Linked DNA regions of Mus musculus: region 2 is linked to region 1. The links are chromatin contacts, called in public HiChIP or PLAC-seq maps. All regions are on one chromosome and are shown on one strand. The core of a region is the stretch at or near the end of the contact, and the rest is flanking DNA. Distances in the headings are between cores, read along the strand shown.

The links. HiChIP or PLAC-seq counts read pairs in DNA pulled down with a chosen protein or histone mark.
Region 2: a FOXA1 HiChIP or PLAC-seq map of pancreatic cancer cells shows a contact between it and region 1. The contact joins two enhancer-like sites. A contact is called at or near these places in 4 of 39 promoter capture datasets (the SN4741 cell line, embryonic stem cells, liver and 1 more), 1 of 484 Hi-C or Micro-C datasets (group 2 innate lymphoid cells), 5 of 115 datasets of contacts at active chromatin or transcription factors (the SCID.adh cell line, embryonic stem cells, large pre-B cells and 1 more) and 3 of 9 other capture datasets (adipose tissue, liver and pancreatic islet).

Annotation. Positions count from the first base shown.
Region 1 is chr2:25,383,084-25,386,334 of GRCm38.p6, forward strand. No RefSeq gene overlaps it. Among named protein-coding and RNA genes, the nearest start is that of Entpd2, 11 kb to the right of the region's middle. Within about 2 kb of position 1,633, at least 15 of the 459 cell types and tissues checked have an H3K27ac peak or open chromatin away from gene starts, as enhancers often do. A contact at or near this core is called in pancreatic cancer cells and pancreatic islet, where this site is marked.
Region 2 is chr2:25,166,591-25,169,841 of GRCm38.p6, forward strand. No RefSeq gene overlaps it. Among named protein-coding and RNA genes, the nearest start is that of Nrarp, 13 kb to the right of the region's middle. Within about 2 kb of position 1,556, at least 171 of the 459 cell types and tissues checked have an H3K27ac peak or open chromatin away from gene starts, as enhancers often do. A contact at or near this core is called in pancreatic cancer cells and pancreatic islet, where this site is marked.

The DNA.
Region 1 (3,251 bases), core at 383-2,882:
AACAAACAAAAAGACGGGCGTGGTGGCACACGCCTTTAATCTCAGCACTCCGGAGGCAGAGGCAGAGGCAGGCAGATTTCTGAGTTCGAGGCCAGCCTGGTCTACAAAGTGAGTTCCAGGACAGCCAGGGCTATACAGAAAAACCTTGTCTGGAAAACAAAAACAAAACAAGGAGCGATTCTCTAGGACGATAACTTGGAATCTCTCTTGGGGCATTCAGTGGGCATAGCTGTCCCTCCAAGGAGGATGCGCAGACAGACAGACACTTGTGCTCGGGAAGAAGTGAGCCACACAAAAGCCCTGACTGAGACTAGCAAAACCAAAGCACCCTGGTCAGGTGGCACACTGGTCAGGTGGCACGCTGGTGAGGAAGCAGAGCAGCTCTGTCATTCACACGCAGCTGTGCACGTGGCGTCACTTTTCAGAAATCCTCAGTTCCCAGAGCCAGCTGCAACCATGCAGAATAGTTTGGTAATTGCTTTAAAGACTAAAATTCAGCTCCGTGGTTGAGGGTATTTTTTTTTGTGCAAGCCTGCTGACCTGATTCTTGCTTGCTTCTCACACCGAACTGCCTTAGCTTCAACACCAGAACCTGTGTAAGGTGTAAAAGAACCAATTTCACCAAGTTGTCCTCTGACCTCCACAAATGCACTGTGGCACACGTGTACCCTGTTATATATATACACACAATTAATAATAATAGTAATAGTAATAAAGTAATTTAAATGAAAAATAAACTCACTAAACTTCATATTCTATATATGATGGTTTTAATTGCTTGTCAACTTGACTATATTAGGGTATCCAGTTATTTGGTCAAATACTGCTTTAATATTAATACCAAATTAATATTTAAATCAGTGGACTCTAGGTAAAGCACAGTGTCCTCTATCACATGAGTGAGTGACTGTCATCTACTAGGACCATGGTCTTAAAAGATAAGACTCCCAGAGGGGAACAAGCCTTGCTTCTAGATGGCCTCTGAGCTCAAAGTTGCAACATTATGTTGTCCAGCTGTAGACCTGCTTTGAGGAGGTTACATTTGTAGCCTCTCTCTGCCTTTGTGAGCTTCTGACAAATAGTTTCCTCCATAAGGTGGTCTGGCTGTTCTGGAGAGTGTCTCCTTGTTGTTGGGGGTTTTGTTTTGTTGTTTGTTTGGTTTGGTTTGGTTTGGTTGGTTTTTGAGATTGGGTTTCTCTTTGTAGCCCTGGCTGTCTTGTAACTAACTAACTTACTTTGTAGACCAGGATGGCCTTGAACTCAGAGATCTGACTCCAGATTTCTGGGACTAAAGGCATTTGCTATCTTGCCCTGGTTGCCCACAGCCCAATCTTAATGAAGGTATTTTCTCAATAGAAGTTTCCTCTTCTCAGTTGACTATAGTTAGTGTCACGTTGACCTAAATCTATCCATCACAGTATTGGTTACTGTTATATGCATTACTCCATTTATGCAACCATCATGAAATAACATGGTTAGACATAAAGGGATCAGGAGTTAAGAGCAAGAGATGGCCTGGGCTTAGCTAGAAAGGTTGGTGAGAGAGGCCTTTTAGTCACGGGGTGGTTGACTGTCACAGTGAGGCAGGCAATATTTACACAAGGCTGTCCTGTGATAAGAGCTGTGCACGCACTTGTCATGACTGGTGACAAACAAGCTCCTTAGTCTCTTGGTCACTCTTGTCCTCTAGTTGCATGAGATACCGGCACCAGTGAGGCATCAGAGGGCCAAGAGGCATTGTCTCTGGAACCCATGCGTACGGGATCATTTAAAAATGAAAGAGGGGACCTGGAGAGATGGCTCAGCAGTTAAGAGCACTAGCAACTTCCAAAGAACCACATGGTGGCTCACAACTGTCCAGAACAGCAATCTCAAGGGCTCCAAAAGCCCTCTAGCCTCCTTAGGCACCAGGCAAGTAACAATCCATTTCAAAAGGATAACTTCTTGGCTGGAGAGATGGCTCAGTGGTTAAGAGCACTGGCTGCTCTTCCAGAGGTCCTGAGTTCAATTCTCAGCAACCACATGGTGGCTCACAACTGTCTGTAATGGGATCCGATGCCCTCTTCTGGTGTGTCTAAAGACAGCTACAGTGTACTCATATACATAAAAAAAAATAAATCTTTTAAAAAAGAGGATAATTTCTTAAAAATATAAAATCAATGTTCAAGAAGAAATTGAGCACCGATCTAGCCATATAACCACCAAAGAAACTGAAAGGTTAAATTATTATTTAATAATAAACTATTATTTAGTAGTTAAAATATTATGCCAAGAAAATGTCAGGCCTGCACATGTTTTTACTGGTGATCATGCCATAAATCCAAGTACTAGAGATCCCAATACTAAGCACACTTTTCCCAGAAAGTAACTGTAAGAAGTTAGCCTAATGCTGATAAAAACCAAACAGGGTTTTCTTCTTCTGCGAGGAAAGAAAGCACATGTCCCTGTCCCGTAGCCACTCCGACCACATTCAACTTTGATTAGTCATGAAGAACACAAGGCTGTTCTAATATTTTTTTCCAGTGAATTACATTAATGATTGACAAAGAAAATCCACTGCTGCCTCAAAACATGCATGAAAACATAAAGTCAAACTCAGAGCCTGGTACCCACATGATGGTGGGCAGAGAGAGGCAACTCCAGAGAGCTGGCTCTGAGGCACGCACATTAACAAATGAATAAATGTGAAAATAAATGAGCTAGTAGACAATTCAAAGATATGATGTGGAGGAAATTCAAATATATATGTATGTCAAGGTGCAAGAAACCCCCTGAACAGGCTGTGTGTTGAATGGTTCCCTCCACCATTGTGCAAAAGGCAAAACTATGGAAACAGGAAGAAGGTCATGGGTGCTGGGGCCTCACACGGTGCCAGCAGTTGGAACCCAGGGAGTCTTTAAGGAGCTGAGACTGCTCATGTATGAGACAGAGTCAATGGACCCATGTCACTGTACGGGTGTGCAAGCACACACAAGAGATAGCCAAGTGTGGTGGTGGCCCTGAATGATGGTGAGTTGATGCACATTTAGTGGTGACCATGTGCCTCTGATTTTTTTGTTGTTGTTTGGTTTGGTTTGGCTTTTCAAGACAAGGTTTCTCTGTGTTGCCCTGGCTGTCCTGGAACTCTGTAGACCATGCTGGCCTCAAATTCAGAGATCCACCTGCCAATGCCACGTGAGTGCTGAGATTAAAGGTCCTGATTAAAGGACACCATTGCCTGGAATTCTGTGTCTTCTTAATATTGCTACTTA
Region 2 (3,251 bases), core at 306-2,805, 220 kb before region 1:
TGCGTGCTACCATCCTCAAGCTGAGGTAAGAGTCAGTGGGCACTTGGAAGACAGAGCCAGGCAGATCTCTTAAGTTCAAGACTAACCTGATCTACATAGCGAGTTCCAGGACAGCCAAGACTATAAAGAGAGATCCTGTCTCAAGATGACAACAAGATTCAGTAGGCAGGGTAGGAGAGACAGTTCAGAGGCTAAGAGCACTGGTTGCTCTTCTAGAGGACCTAGGTTCAGTACCTAGTACCACCCTTATGGTGACTCAAAACCATCTGTAACTCCAATTCCATGGAACCTCCTCTGGTCTCTGTGGGCACCAGGCACATGTGATACAGGTACACGTGCAGGCAAAACATCCATTCTCATAAAATTTAAAACAAAAATGAAAAGAGGGCAGGCATCAAGTAGAAGACCCTATCAGTGCCCCAAATAATGTCCACTAGCAAGAAATGTCAAAAGCCAGCTCCTAAGTCCCCACCCTCCCTGTGCTCTAGACACTAGGAAGGGAAGGGAGTTTGGGACCTCTCAGAGCCTCTGACCAGGAAGATCTGCCCTCCACAGGGGCTGAGCACAGTCTTTCCCTCATCCCCAGTGAAGCCAAACTGCTGAGATCCCAGAAGCCAAGAGAGCTTGCTCAACACAGAAGGCCCATTGCCCTCATTGGGTGGCTGAGCCTAGAATTCAGGCGCTTTCACTCTGTGATGAAGAAAGGAAGGAACCCTTGAGACTGAAAATAAAGAAGTGAGTTGGGGGGGGGATAGGAAGAAAGGCCTGGGGGAGTGCTGAGGGTGACAAGGCCAGGCCTGCAGTGCCACTGGAGCACATCCTGACCTGGATGGACACCTGACACAGGCAGACACAGACTGCTTCTACCTGCACAGGGCCCCGAGTCTACCCAGAAAAGACACAGCCCACTGACAGGTACATCTGGGGTCTCTAGAACCCTCCCAAGCCAGTTCTGCCCAGGAAATGTCCATGGCCACCTTAAGGAAGCAGGACAGCCTCTCTAGGACTCCGGGATATGAGTTTGTAACAAGGCAAAGGAGAGGCCCCTGTTGGTCACATGTCCTCTACGCTGACAATCTCTATACTGCTAGTCTCACACCTACTCAGCTTGGGCAGTGGGGGAGCCCTGGAGTGGTCCAAGTGGTTGCCTTTGGTCGAGCCCCTGTGAATCAGTATGCTGCTTCTGATAGTTTGATGCCACCACCCCCTCACAATCCTCAGCCATTCTTGGTGGGTCTCTCTCTCTCTCTCTGGTCCCCTACTTCAAGTCTGAGACCCCTGCCCGCTTAACTGCCTGGCAAGGGATTATGTGGGGTCTACCACCTGCTGTGGGTGGTGGCCCTGGTGGGGGGCCACCCCCTGACCCATAATGGGTAGTGCCCAACCCGTGGAAGACAGGGCAGCCTGCAACGGGTACCCCTGCGTCTGGGGCGGGAAGGCAGTGGCGGCCGTTTGCTTTTGAATCCCCGCCGGCGCCCTGAGTGGCCCTTTCAAAGGCAGTGACGGGGGCGGGGGCCGTTCCCAGGCGCGCCCCGCCCGCCCTGCGCCCCTCCTCCCGCTTTCCCACGCCTGCCCGTCCGGCGCGTTCTCACGGCCGCTGCCCATCCCCCGTCTGGGAACCTCCTGCTCCGTGCAAGGACTAGGGGGCGGGGGTGGGGGATGGGGGTGGTGCCCAGGAACACCGGGGAGAAGTGAGTCGGGACCTGTGGGGAGAAAGGCACCCCGGGGCTTGGAGAAAGCACCAGCGAGAAGGGCACCCTAGAATCTTGGGAGATGGAAGAGAAGGAGGACCTACGGGGTGGGGGGGGGTGGGGGCGAGAGCCCACAGAGAATGGCGTTCCAGGGACTGGGGCGGGGCCTCAAGAAGTGGGGGGGGGTGGGTATTTCGTTTGTGAACTGGGTGGAGAGGGGGAGCCCCTGCCAGGCCTGGGAGGAGGCGTCCTGTGTGGCCCAGACCCTGTTTTATTTCTCTGACAAGAGTGGCCCGGGGCAGCAGAGCCTCAGTCTTCAGAGGCCCCAGTCTCCACCTACACTTACTGTCTTGCGCCTGCGCTGACCACTGACTAGGTTGGGGCTCCTAAAGCCTGACCAGTTTTAGCAAGTGCAGATTTCTTCTAGATAAGAACTCCTGAAAACAAAGTTTCCCCCAGGGCTGGAGATGGAGCTTAGTCTGTGGAGTGTTCCTAACAGGCAGAAAGCCCGGCCCCAGTACAATCCTCCCCCCTCCCTCCCCTCCCCCACACCAAGCAGTGCATAAACCCCATCTCTGTAATCCCTGCACAGAAAGATCAAAAGTTCAAGGGTATCCTCAACTAAACAGCAAGGGCCAACCAGGGCTACCTCAGAGCCTGGGTTTTGTTTTGCTTTTCTTTAAGATAGTTCACACGTTGCTTGGCTTCATTTGTAAGGGACAGTGTTCTGCTCTTGAAGGGAGCTGATAACCTGTGGGCTGTGTATGGCCCATTGTCCAGACCGTGGGCCTTACAACTTGATCCACAGAGGGACTGAAGCACCCATGAAGTGTACAGAGCTCTAGGTTCACATGCTGTTCACAGACAAGGCAGACCACTAGCTTTCAAACCTGGGAGTCGAATGGCCCAACCTGTAAGACCCTGGCCCCCACAACTTAGGCCTAAGAGCCCAGAGAAGACTGAGTAAAGGGTCCCACCACAGGGCCATGGCCCCAGCGTCTGCTTTCCAGTGAGGTAAAGAAGACTGGGCCTGGGGTGAGATGGCTCAGTGGGTAAGAGCACCCGACTGCTCTTCTGAAGGTCCAGAGTTCAAATCCCAGCAACCACATGGTGGCTCACAACCATTCGTAACAAGATCTGACTCCCTCTTCCGGTGTGTCTGAAGACAGCTACAGTGTACTTACATATAATCAATAAATAAATCTTAAAAAAAGAAGAATAAGAAGACTGAGCCTAGTTCCCTTGCTGGGAATCAACGTTAATTCTGTAGGCAGGTGCAGGGTCAAGAGAGGTCAGACTGATGCTGGCCTCCCCTAGTGTAGGATGTGCAGTCACATGGACTGCCATGTGTAGCCCTGCACTCCCATGCAGACGTCAAGCTGAGTGTGTTGTTCAGCAGTCAAGTGCTTGCCCTAGCATGTGCCTGAGACCCCAGTTTCCATCTCCGCATTAGGAGAAAGGGAAAAGTGGCCCTGGGTTGCGGTTCTTTTGAGATTCTGAAGCACCCTTGCCCTTCATCCCGTTCACCCTGCCTACCTGGGAGACACACCAGTGTTCCCT